3 separate regions of the Mus musculus genome follow, and regions 1 and 3 are each linked to region 2. Evidence: chromatin contacts called from public Hi-C and HiCAR-type data. All regions are on one chromosome and are shown on one strand. Each heading gives the region's core, a stretch centred on a gene start, on an enhancer-like site or on the middle of the called end of the contact. The rest is flanking DNA. Distances are from core to core; before and after follow the strand shown.

What was found. Hi-C and Micro-C count contacts between places; a contact is called where the count stands out from the background. HiCAR-type assays count read pairs that join an accessible place to other places.
Region 1: a HiCAR-type map of fibro-adipogenic progenitors shows a contact between it and region 2, with 5 times the contacts expected there. The contact joins two enhancer-like sites. A contact is called at or near these places in 3 of 115 datasets of contacts at active chromatin or transcription factors (embryonic stem cells and fibro-adipogenic progenitors) and 1 of 9 other capture datasets (embryonic stem cells).
Region 3: a Hi-C map of uterus shows a contact between it and region 2, with 2.4 times the contacts expected there. The contact joins two enhancer-like sites. A contact is called at or near these places in 1 of 484 Hi-C or Micro-C datasets (uterus), 1 of 115 datasets of contacts at active chromatin or transcription factors (embryonic stem cells) and 1 of 9 other capture datasets (embryonic stem cells).

What each region holds. Positions count from the first base shown.
Region 1 is chr6:93,656,278-93,660,374 of GRCm38.p6, reverse strand. No RefSeq gene overlaps it. Among named protein-coding and RNA genes, the nearest start is that of Gm23035, 140 kb to the left of the region's middle. Within about 2 kb of position 2,589, at least 50 of the 459 cell types and tissues checked have an H3K27ac peak or open chromatin away from gene starts, as enhancers often do. A contact at or near this core is called in fibro-adipogenic progenitors, where this site is marked.
Region 2 is chr6:92,848,870-92,853,250 of GRCm38.p6, reverse strand. Adamts9 (a disintegrin-like and metallopeptidase (reprolysin type) with thrombospondin type 1 motif, 9) reads left to right here. Exons shown (of 40, transcript NM_175314.4): 28 at 3,783-3,959. Among named protein-coding and RNA genes, the nearest start is that of Gm15737, 18 kb to the left of the region's middle. Within about 2 kb of position 2,865, at least 89 of the 459 cell types and tissues checked have an H3K27ac peak or open chromatin away from gene starts, as enhancers often do. A contact at or near this core is called in fibro-adipogenic progenitors and uterus, where this site is marked.
Region 3 is chr6:93,393,035-93,397,264 of GRCm38.p6, reverse strand. No RefSeq gene overlaps it. Among named protein-coding and RNA genes, the nearest start is that of Gm25094, 60 kb to the right of the region's middle. Within about 2 kb of position 1,869, at least 26 of the 459 cell types and tissues checked have an H3K27ac peak or open chromatin away from gene starts, as enhancers often do. A contact at or near this core is called in uterus, where this site is marked.

The DNA.
Region 1 (4,097 bases), core at 1,340-3,839, 810 kb before region 2:
GCTCCTCCTCAGTAAGCAATCAGCCAGCCACAGTGCCAGCAGTGGCAAGGCTGAGAAAGACTGCCTTTAGCCAAATTTTAGGAATTCCCAGGGAGCTTGCAACTGGAAAATACTTCAAAAATATTAACAATTTAATTTTGTAGAAGCTATCATTTTAGACAAGCATACATTCATCCTCTAACTCCCAACTTGCTGGTTTGAATGCTTCTTTGAAATGGTTAGTGCATCAATCAATTTTCCTTTATGTTTGTTTTTTTGTTTTGTTTTGTTTTATTAGACAGCTCCCAAAACAGTCTGTTAAACTCCTCTGTCAGAACACCCAGGGTTCTCTGAAAAAAGCATGTGACATCCACAGCTGTCCTGGTTTGGTTATAGATTCACACTGTCATGTGGCCTCATTAAATTTTTAGCCTCGGCTGAAGATCCGAAGTCTATCCCTTGACTCAGAAGGCACTTTTCAGAGGGTGTTTTGAGGATTAATTAGTTAACTTTGGCAAGATGCTTTGAACAAGTACATTCTATATTCTATAATCATTGGGCAAATAGGCACCTTTTAGACACTATTACCTCGAGGCCCGACCCCTCACTTGCTTGAGCAGTTCCCTGGGAGCAAGCGAATTGGAGTAGGCAGTGGCCAACAGCCAAAAATCAGGAGCCTTATTGAAGACTGCTAGCTGAAGAGTCTCCTTGTATGATGAGAAAAACACTCCAAGGGAAGTTAAAAGCCTTTTGTAGTGACGGAAGACTTCTGAAGTGCGGTAAGTGAACCAGGACCGCCCCCACCCCCAACCCCCGGCCTGTTCGCTCATTTGTAATTATTGATCAGCTCCTACTCTTCCCTTTTCCCTCTTACAAAGAGCAGAGCCTGGTCAGGGACCGACCGCTCAAAACCCTCCCATGAGAGAGAGAAAAACACACACACACACACACACACATGTAACTTACATTCACGATGTTTTAGCTTCCGTGCAGACGTTTTAATTCTCTATATGGGAAGGATGTGTATGAATGCAGGTGTCCTTAGAGGTCATAGGCATGAGATTCCCCTGCAGCTGTTGTTACACATAGTCGTGAGCTCTCCAATGTGCTGAGAATTGAACTCAGGTCCTCTGCAAGAGCAGCGCATGCTCGTAACCATGGAGCCAACTCTCCAGCCCCTATGCAGACTTGACCTTTAAAAAATATATTCCTAGCTGGTCGGTGGCACACGCCTTTAATCCCAGCACTCGGGAGACAGAGGCAGGCGGATTTTTGAGTTTGAGGCCAGTCTGGTCTACAAAGTGAGTTCCAGAACAGCCAGGGCTATACAGAGAAACCCTGTCTCGAAAAACAAACAGACAAAACAAAACAAAAACAAAAACAAAAACAAAAACAAAAACAAAAAGTATATTCCTCCAGGAAGCGGGGGACCGGGAAAGGGGATTATGTTTGAAATGTAAATAAAGAAATATTCCAGTACAAAATAAAAAATATTTACTTATTTAATTTTTTAAAAGCAACGGCAACAAATTTATTTTTATTTTATGTGTCTGTCTATGTGACTGGGATTCACAGGTGCCATAGGTGGCTAGGATGGCTGGTTGCCACCTCCTTATGGTGCCTGCCTGCCATAAAAGCTTAGTCCACAGGGAGGAGGCATTCAAGTAGGTGTGAGCTCAGGTAAATCTTCTTTTTCTTCTTTTTATCATTTGCATTGCACTTATTGTCATTTGTAATTTTTAATTTTTACACAATATTTTTTATTATTTGGGAATTTTACATTATGAACCCAGATCACATTCACTTCTCAGTCCTCACAGTCCTCCCTTGTGACCTCAATCCAGAAGAAGAAGAAGAAGAAGAAGGAGAAGGAGAAGGAGAAGGAGGGGGAGGGGGAGGGGGAGGGGGAGGGGGAGGGGGAGGGGGAGGGGGAGGGAAATGACAATGAAGACAAAGAAGACAAGTCAAAAGTCAATATGTGTTGACCATTGGAGCATGGTCAGACTCCCAATGGCATCCCCCTTAAAGAAAACTGTATGCAACTGTACCATGTGCATGCCTGGTGACCACAGAGGCCAGAAGAAGACATCAAATGCCCTGGAACTAGAGTTATGGGTGCCTGTGGCAGCTGTGTAAGTGTTGGAATTGAAAATTTCCTTTTCCTTATAGCCTTAATTTTTATAGCCACTATCTGCTGCACTTGCAAGCTCCTTTTGATTTGGGCAAAAAGCAATTTTTGCCACTGTGTGTCAGGTACTGTGCTTGGAACCTATCTCATCCTCCAACACCTGTTAAGATAGGTATGGTTTTGTCCAGTTGACGTATAGCAGCATGGACGAGTCCTTGAGGTTACTCTGTTGATTACGGTCACCAAGCTGGGAAATGAGAATCATCCCCCAGTTGTTTCAAAGTTAGTGCTGTAGTATTTCAGCATCTCAAGCCAGGACAAACCTGTGCATCCCCCTTTTCCCACTTGGCTTTCATCCCCAAAGGAGTTGAATAGGGAAGATAGCACACTTGTCTCTTTTCAGATAAAGGGGATGTTTCCCAGCGCTTGAAAACTGGCTTCCACGCAGACTCCTTGACCATGAACCCACTAGCGCCACCTACCAGCAGCTGCCTAGTACTGCATTCTTCTTTCTCTTGGGGCTGCCCTGGGTGAGTCCTTCCCTGGCTCCCTTTGGTTTGGGTGGATTGTTTGTGAAGCCCAAACCATCACTCTCTGTTCCCCTTGCTGTCTCCTTGTCCCTGTGTACCTTGGAAGCACTAGTTGCTCTGCAGGGACTCAACTTGGGCATTCTTTTCAACCTCTATCAGTGACTTCATCTCTTTCTCCGGCTTAGATCAGTAGTTCCTAAACTTTGTGGGGGATTAGAATCACCGTGGGAGCCTTTAAATGTCCTAGACTGCTCGATAGATGAATTAGCTCAGCAGTGCTGATAATCAGGACGTTTTTCACTTTATTTTTTCAAAGCTCTCTGGGCGATTCTAAAGTGCAGTCAGACGTGAGACCCAGACACATGAGTCATGTCCTGTGCGTTCTTGGGTGACAGCTTATAAACTCCTCCCTCCACATGAGGCCTGTATCTCTGTTTCTAGTTTCCCCCGGACCCTGAACGTCCAAATTTAGCAAGTGAAAACGCAGAGGGTCCAGTCATACTCATGTTTCTCATAGGATGCATACTAAAAAAAAAAAAAAAAAAAAAAAAAAAAAGTATTGGCTATTTACCCAAAATACCTGCTGTGTCACATCTGGCAACCCCTGCTAAGGAAAACATGACTTCTCTGAGTTTCCCCTTAGTTGGAAAGGCTTTCCTGTGAGCCCAGGAACAAGCCTTAGCTTTCTCTGACACACCTTCTCCCCTGTCTCTTTGATTCCTGCCCTGTGAGGATGGGCCACTTTACACATCTTTTCTCGGCTCATACTGATGCCTTGGTCTTTTCTCATCACCTGGGTCTTTGAGGATTTTACAGTAACAACACTGAATCCTACACTCCATCCTTTGATGATCCAGGTTCCGTTATTTCCCAAAATATCCTCATGAAACACTGAGCTGATTCTGCACTTGGACCTGTAAAGGCCACTCATTAACGAGGAACAATGCAGAATATACTCTAGATTGCACAGCCCTGAAGGACGTTTCAGAAGGGCTCCCTGGCAGAGCCCAAGTACTGGGGGCAGTCTAAGAAAACCGTGTATCAGCATGAGTCTTCTACTTAGATTGGGATACCTGATCTTTTCCAACAAACTTCTAACCATTCAGGGAAAGCAGAAACCATGTCTTCCCAGAGTCGTTCTTGCTGATTTCTATCTGCATTTCCTAAAGACCTCTCTTACAGTTCCTGCTTGCTTAAACCCATCCTCCTCATCTTCCCCAGCACGTCAGACCTGGGATTGGTATACTAGGATTTTCACTGGTACCATTGCTTCCGACTTGTGTTCTCCTGATATGATTGGGTGTGTTGTATAGGTTGATAGTTATGAGTGTGTGTGTGCATGTCGGTGCAAACATACAGGTGCTTCCTCAATTGTTTTCCACCGTAATTTTTTGAGACAGTCCCTCCCTGAACCTGGAGGTTGCCACTTTGGGGAAGCTGGCTGGCTGCAAGGGCTCACG
Region 2 (4,381 bases), core at 1,616-4,115:
TATGATTCCAGGGATGACCACTTGCTATTGGATAACTGATTTAGGTGCCCTTCCCTGGGGAAGACTCTTTCTCTCACTTCCTTTTTTCTTAAGATTTATTTAAATAATAATAATAATAATAATAATAATAATAAAGTACACTGTAGCTGTCTTCAGACACAACAGAAGAGGGCATCAGGTCTCATTACAGGCGGTTGCTGGGATTTGAACACAGGACCTTCAGAAGAGAAGTCAGTGCTCTGCTGAGCCAACAGCCCTCTCTCACTTTCAATATTCATTATTTGCCTATAGTTCTTTGTCTAGGGTTGGAGTTCAGTGAGATTTCCCTTGCATGGTAGCATATCTATTGATGCCATTCTTGTTTAAGGTCTTGTTCAGGCAGCTATGCTGATGAGACTTCCTAAGTGTAGCTTCTCTGGGATTTCTAAGACATGAAATCTTACAGCAAGCATCCTCTTCTAGCTGCTACAATCTTCTCTTTAGCTGTCTACTCTGATCCCTTAACCTGAGGTGCATAAGTGTGTTAATATCTGGGTTGTTTTGTGGTCGTGTGTGTGTGTGTGTGTACATGAGTTGTATTATAGCCCATTTGGGGTTAGGCATTATATGGCCACTTGTTCTCTGCATTTTGAGATTGGTTGTGGTTTTCTGTAATGGTTGCAAAGAGATATTTGTTTGATGGTGAGTATAAGGATAAATATTAGAAAGAATTGGGAAATATGCAGTTTTAATTAAAGTGGTGGCTGTAAGTTCTCCTCCAAGACCAGAAATTCATTAGCCTCAGATAGTTGACTGTGTTTCCAGTACCATCAACGATTTCCCTCTTGTTGAGTCCAAGTAGAGAGCTGTTGGTTACCACCAAGGTATGCATGCCACTACTGTACCCTTAGGGATATTGTCCTGCTGGATGTTGTTTTAATACATAAGCATCATAGCTGGGTATGACTATTGGTTACTTGGAAGCTTGCGTGGCACCTTCTGGTTCCACGAAAGGCAGTGTTCGTAAAGGAGGCTTTGAGGTCAGAACCAACTCTGGATCCTGTTTCTGGAATACGTAGTGTCTTCAGCAATGGGAACTTACCTTCTATCTCTGGGAGGCAGCAAAGGCAACCAGCAATAACCTATGATTAGGAGTCTCTTAGATAACTCTGACCAACATTTCAAAAGAAAGCGTCGCAGGCCAGCACTTGGGAGACAGAGACAGGTGGGTCTCTGTGAGTTTGAGGCCAGCCTGATCTACAAAGTGAGTCCAGGACAGCCAGGATTATTACACAGAGAAAGCGTGTCCCTCCCCACCTTCCAAAATAAAAAATAAAAAGCTGCTCCACCCAGACACTCTATGTAACTATATATGTATACGTATATGCAGACTTGTCAACATTGTATGTAACGTTAGGTAGGTAGATAATGCTTCCTATGGCTTTCCCATACATCTTTACTATCTTACCCTCCTCTCCACTTCTTTATCTCCATCTCCCCTCGCTAATGATAGGGCCCCCTCTTCCCCATCTCTCCTTTCAAATCATTTGTACCCTGCTATACCTCTCTCTACTGCTCCTCTGCACCCCACTGTCTTCTCTTTTAGGAAACTCAGATTAGACTGAGAACAAGTGACATTTGTCTGTCTGGGTCTGGGCTACTTCATTCAGTATGTTCTTTTCTAGTTCTGTCCTATCCCCCTGAAATGTTCACAATTTGACTTTCCTCTCCGGATGAATGATGTTTCCTGTTGTATATGTGCCATGTTTTCATTTCATCTCTCGTCAGTTGAAGGGTACTTGGGTGGTTTCCATTTCTCCTTCAGAGACTTAGAGTTTTCATTGATTGAGTTATGCCTAGATATTTTCTTTTCTTTGAGGCGATTGTGAATGGGAATGTGTCTATGATTTCTTTCTCTATATGCCTGGAGGTTGAAGGTCGCACAGCTGGGGTGCCAGACTTTTCCAGCACGAGTTGTGGAACTTTGTTTACAGCTGGGGAGTTAAGGAGAGTGCGAGGAGGAAAGGACCAGACAGTTTGATAGAACCTGATTCTGGATGTGTAGAATTGGGCTGGACCTAGCTATGATGGTTTTGTGATAGTAACAAGTAATAACGTTGCCCGATTTTCACATCATTATCCATAAACTGGAATAGTAATAGTACCACCTGCATAATACTTATGACTATTATATGAGACAGCATCTACTAAATGCTTAACATGTAGCCTTCAATCAATCAATCAAGTGATACTGTAATAATGCAACAATAACTTACTTTATTAATAGTAAGAATGATATGTATTAGTAGTAGTTTGTTGGGAGTTTTGAGCTCCTGTTATATTGTGTAGTAGGACTTATATATACATGTTTAAGTTAATCAAAACCTTTCTCTATTGTTGAATCTGTAAGAAAAGCACATACTTAAAGTTCATTGAGTTGTTCTGTCGTAACTGTTTACCAATTAAAGCCTAACAATTAACACCTGGGAGACCCCAGCACTAGGAGAAAGGAAAAAGACAAAGGGAATAATGGGGCCACTTGTCCACAGTCTTGTGTCTCATCAGCTCATACACATAACCTAGAAGTCACAGGCAATGTTCCGGGGATTTTTGTTGCCTCTCACTGATATCATTCTGGGAAGTACTGCTGAAGGAGGGAGAGAGGGAGGGAGGAAGGGAGCGAGGGAGGCAGGAGGGGGGAGGAGGGAGGAAGGTTTGATGTGAGTCTTCCCAGCTCTTTGTGCAGTTTTGTCCTGTGGGATCCATAATTAGGCTTCTGTAGTTGGATCCGAGCCAGATGAGTCTACGCCTTCACTGCAAGGCTTTCATTATCATGGGCTGACCCTTCCAAATGTTGTGGGAGAGCTGGCCTTGACGCAGCAGGGAAACTGAATGTCTGTGTTCCTGGATATGAGCACAGCAGCGCTGTCCAAGAAATACAACTTGTTCCTGTCTCACAACTGTGAGTCCTGCCAGCAGTGGGAACTTCAGCTAGCATTCACTGCTGCCAGGCTGATGGCTCATCCTGGGGAAAAACTGAACCTGTCCTGAGGTTTGAAATAGAGTTAAACAGTTGAGCATCAGAATTGGAATAAGAGAATCAGCAAAGGCTCGTCCATGGCAGTTTCATAGAAGTTCTGGAACGTGTGGGATGATGTAAAACTCAGTCCTTAGATTAAATCCCCAGCAACATTTAAAAATAAAATTTGAACTTGGGCCTGGTTGCTCACGTCTATAATCTCAACACACAGGAGGCTGAGGCAAGGGGCCAGTCTGGATTACAGTGAGTTCTAGACCAGCCTGGACTATCTGGTAAAACTCTGTCTCTAAATAAAAACCAAAGAAAGAAATTATCAACTGCCATCAAATAAAATAAAACTGGCCAAGCCATTATTGCTTTATTTGATACTGAGTAGCTTCTAGTTACTTATTTATTTACGTGAGTTTTGTATACCTCAAAGAATTTTATCTTAGCTACTGGTTAATAGATTGAGATTAACTTCCCAACCTTCATTTTACATATATATATATAAGCAGTTCTCAAACTCATAAGATAAACTATATAAAAGTCCTTATTATAGATGGAAAGGAAGCCTTCACTGAGGGATACCTAATGTTCACAGGAAAAACCATGGTCCATTGGCTGTATCATCGCTGGCAATTTGCCTTGGCTCTGCCTGTCAGACTGAGGCTGCCCCAATGCTATAATAAAGTATAGCCAAGAAAAGTTTCCTGTGTGGAGATAGAATTTGTCATGTGCTGTTCACACAAAATAACTGTAGCATTCTTTGTCCCTCTTCCAGTGTACCAAGCTGTGTGGTGGAGGCATGCGGACAAGACTGGTGGTCTGTCAGCGGGCCAACGGTGACCGATTCCCAGACTTGAGTTGTGAAGTCCTGGACAAACCTACTGACCGTGAGCAGTGCAACACACATGCTTGTCCACAAGATGCTGCATGGAGTACTGGCCCATGGAGCTCGGTACGGACCTAATGCTTCATGTTTGTTCCCCAAGCTCTGAGACGATTGTTAGAAGTGTTCTGGGGCATGCCTTCATATCGGAGAACTGTCACGCCCACGAAGGCACACTAGATACTGTGCTGTGAGCATCCTATTACAATCTCCCTAGTATAACACAGTAGAATTGACACTGGATGGCACTGTCAAAATGACTTTATAGAAAACATATACCTCATGCAGGCATGGCACCAAGAAGTATCTTCCTGGGCCTAGAAGAGCTGTGTGTGTGCATATTGCTAATGATTTATAGAAACAGCTAGTAGCAGCCAATCTTCACTTTCTAAGTTGTGGTAGTTCTGACTATTAGAATAAGGTTCCTACTTGTTGAGGGCCAGACATTTTTTCTCTTCAGTGACTATCATTTGCTTTTGTGAAACTTGACT
Region 3 (4,230 bases), core at 620-3,119, 550 kb before region 2:
AGAGTCTCCTCGGGAGCAAATAGAAAACACCACGAGTCTCTCTGCCCCCCAGGCAGATTGATGACCTGGTGTCTGGTGAATGTGAAGATTAACACTCCCCAACCTCTATTGTCTAGACCTGGAAAAGTCAGAAGATTAATGTCAACAGGGAGGCAGCCTGCACTGGAAGCTGAAATACAGATCTCACCTTCGACTGGGCTGTAGATCAAAACAGATTTCCATTTAGACTCCTGCAAGGAGGTTTTGCAGATCGGAGAGAGATATCTATGTCAGAGTGAAAGGCAAGGCCAGAAAAGAGAAAGGGCGGTTAAGCGCCCAGGTGGAAGCAACCACAGGCATCTCAGATTCTTGATAGGGTAACAGTGGCTTCCCTTGGCTCAATGGGAAGGTAGGAAGGAGAGTAGAGAGCCTGTCATGGTTACACTATTATTTCTCTTACGAAAGGCAGAGTGTTGGCTGCCATTTGGCTTCTACCCTTTTGGATTCAGGAAATTTTCATTGAAAGAAAATTGAGAGAATCATTTACCATCTCTCATTTTTCTAGAAAACATTTAGATTCATTTATTTCACCGAAGGTAGGAGGACTAAGATTAATAATTGTAAAATGCACTTTGCTAACGTGTTAGCATAGAGCTGGCTGCAGTCCAGGATAGGAGTGGGCAGTGGTCCTCCTGCCTTCCCCTGGAGGAGTCTCCACAGATAGGTTGTGAGTGGCTAGCAGCTGTAATTCGTTCCTGGTTTATGTTGTTTATTATTTTTCATTGTTCACTTGTTTACTAGACAATTAAGTATTGTTCTCTTTTCGCTTCTGAGCTGCAGGAGTGGAGGAGGTGAGGCCTGTCCGCTGTCATCTTCATCCTCTTGTATTCCTATTCTAAACCCTGGACCAGACAGAGCAAGCCGTGACTATTGAGTGTGTTACAGAAGGGCCTGTAAGATGGCGTTAAAGAAATCAAGGGCAGAAACCACTGTAGGAGTTTGAATCTTAGAAATGTGCTGATATGCAGTGTATCTTAGAAGGAAAGCAAGGGGATTAGGTGCCAGACTGCACATGAGGCCGAGGCCGAGGAACGGAGACTCTGGGTTGATTTATGAACCAGCTCCTCTTTGCGGAATTGTTCTTTGTGAGCCAGGGTTCAATGTGCTCACGTTCAGAATCCTGCCTGACTCCAGTTCATTGAAATCTTCTGCTGTTTCACAGAGTCTGGCTTTTGCCTGTTTTGGCAAAATATCTTAATTAGGTCAGAAAACTTACTGGGCTTGGCCTAGAGATTCTGTCAAGGCAGACTGGTCGGACTTCCTCTCTCTAGAGTGAATGAAGCATTTGCTAAGGAGAGAGCCCACATTTTAAGATTGTCGATGTAGTGCGGATAGAACCCAGGAAACAACAACACAAGTCAGGAGGTTGAAACATTAATGATACTCATCTTCTGTCAGAAAGGGATATTGAAAAAAATATATTATCTTCAATAACTGACATATTAAAAAAAAGAGCCCAAGCATAATTCAAATGTTCCCAATGTGGACGCTTTCTGAATATAGCTAAGTAGGTTTTGAATGTAGCTCCTGAAACTACAGAGGATTCACCGTCACCTTATCTGCAAAGTGTACTTCAAAGCTTTGGCACTGTGCAGTTCCCTGAGTTGAAGTTCTCTCAGCTTCGAAGCCCTTGGCTGAGTGCCACCCTGCATAATGCCGTCTTTTCACACTTGCAATTAAAATAAGCTAATAATTTAGCTTAACAATCTGGTGCTGCCCAAGAAGTCCTCCTCAACAGGCTGGGGGTTTGCATGCGAACGGTTAGTCATTAGCCTTCATTCTCTATTGCTTACAGCTGGTCTTCATATTGTTCAAAGCAAGTGACATCACAGGGGTTGTTAGAGCAGTGGTAGTACACTGGTTTCTAACGATTTTAAATGTCCTCTGGAGCACTCTATCCCCTCCACCCCCCAGATAATTAGTTTGAAATCAAAATTATTACTAGTTTGAGAATTGCCAGCAAGAATTCTTGTGCTCTGTTCATCTTTGTAAAAACAATTTATAATCAGTACTATTTATAACGTGCTGTTAGCATGCCACGGTTTTTGATATTCACTCCAGAAAAATTACATAAGCTTTTCCTTCTTCCAAAGGAAGGTTTTAATCAGGGACTTTTCTCTTGGGTTTCATCATTCTGACTTGAGAATGCCCGAAAAATCATGGAAACCAGAGTACTTTCAAGTCCTCGGAAACCATGCCTCTTCTGCATCTCTTTTCCTTTTCTCCCAAATGGCTAACCCCTCTTTCCCTTTCTTTTCTACTGCTTCCTTCTTTTGCTCTCATCTCCTGTCTCTCCAACGTTCTCTTGTTCTTCTCTAAGTCACTTGACTTTGAGAAATTTTCATATGACATGAATTTTCCACTTGGAGATCATATAATGAAGAGTGAGGGGGTCTGAGGGGGAGCACACCAACTTAGCAGCAAGAGCTAGCTTGGTAGAAGAGACCCTTACACACAAAGTCATAAAGGTAGCTTACGTAACTCCTAGCTCTTCTTCATCTTATTTATGCATTTGGCTAAAAAATACTGAGTTTGTGTGTGCCAGATGCTCAGAACTTGAAATACAGTACTCAAAGCCAAGGAGAAGCAGTAGTAAAGAATGATTGTGAAATTGCAATGTAACTGTAATTGTGAGGTATGTTCTCATGGAAGAGCTGGGGCTTCCATGGGCTCATAATGGAGGGAGCAGACTCCCTAGCTGCATTGCTTGGGGTGAGTTTCTTGAAGGCAAGGACACTGACCATATTACTTGGAGGATAGAGTTAGAATGGTGGTGAGCAAATCCACATTGTTGGCATTTAGTCTAGGCTCCGCCCCACAGTTACCTGGCAACAGACAGGTGTGCCTGACTCACTATAAAAGGGGCTGCTCGCCCCCTCCTCTCTCTCTTGCTCTTCTGCTCTTTCTCCCTTATCCTCCTCCCCCTCTCTTCCCATTCCCCTGCCCCCCCCTCACTCCACGTGCTCATGGCCGGCCTCTACTCCTCTACTCTCTTTCTCTCTCCGCCTTTCTCTGCCTCTACTCCTCAACTTTGCTCCCATGGTCTGAATAAACTCTATTCTACTGTGGCTGGTCCCTCAGGAGGAAGGGATGCCTTAGCATGGGCCTGCAGAGGCACCCCTCCCCCCACACCTGACTGCACATCCACCAAACACATTCCCTCTCTCCTTATCTTTTTTACAAAACAACACACATAGTTTGGGCCTAACCACAAGACCTACAGTGACAAGACTGCTAGATTGGTGGGATAGTCAAGTCGGCAAGAACATGGACTTCAGGAGCAAGGGAGCTAGGGAGCCATCTTTTGGTAAGGGACTAGGAAATTTGTCCTAAGAGTTTTGACCTTAATCCCGAGTCCCGTAAAACCATTTAAGCAGAAAGTTGACAGCACCCTGCACCTCTCAGCATTTTATTTTCCCTTTAGACTCCCTGGTCCTGGTGTTTGGCCAATTTCTTTAGTGGATTTGGCAGCCAAGGGATCAGTGCTTGGGATTAGCGCATTAACTGTAATTAGAGTTTAGAGACCAACACTCCAAGCCAGAAAATGTGCTGACAGTGGAGCAGGGGCCGAGAACTGAAAGGTAGACAAAAGGATGCGATGCCCAGGTCTGGGGCAGCTCACCTAGGGAAACTTTGACAGCAGCCCTCAACCTGACATGACTTCCCACCTTCACTGTTCCTACAGAGCCTGTAAACTCTTCAAGCGGGGCAGCTTTTTTTAAAAGTATTTTAAAAGTATTTCAAAAGCATATTCAAATCAGCAAATCCCCACCCCTCTCTTATGTGGAAGACTTCAATGATAGCCACACCAGCAATTATAGATAATATTTTTTTAAAACACAGCATATGTGTGTGTACACACACACACAAACACACTGATAAGAAATGTGCTAAACTTGTTCAAAACAGTGTGTGTCTCTCTGTCTGTCTGTCTCTGTCTCTGTCTCTGTCTCTGTCTCTGTCTCTGTCTCGTCTCTCTCTCTCTCTCTCTGTGTGTTTTAAAATTCTCTTACTATAATCTAAATGCCACTTTGGAGAGAACAGGTATTTTAAAATCAGAAATTGCTCTAAAATTAGCCACATGGCAATATGTTCAAGTCAAACAGGGCAGCATCCAGTCAACGGGACACCAAAGGCTGTGGTTACGTTAAATTAAAAAAAAATGTTGTCTCTAAATTCCTAATGTTGAGT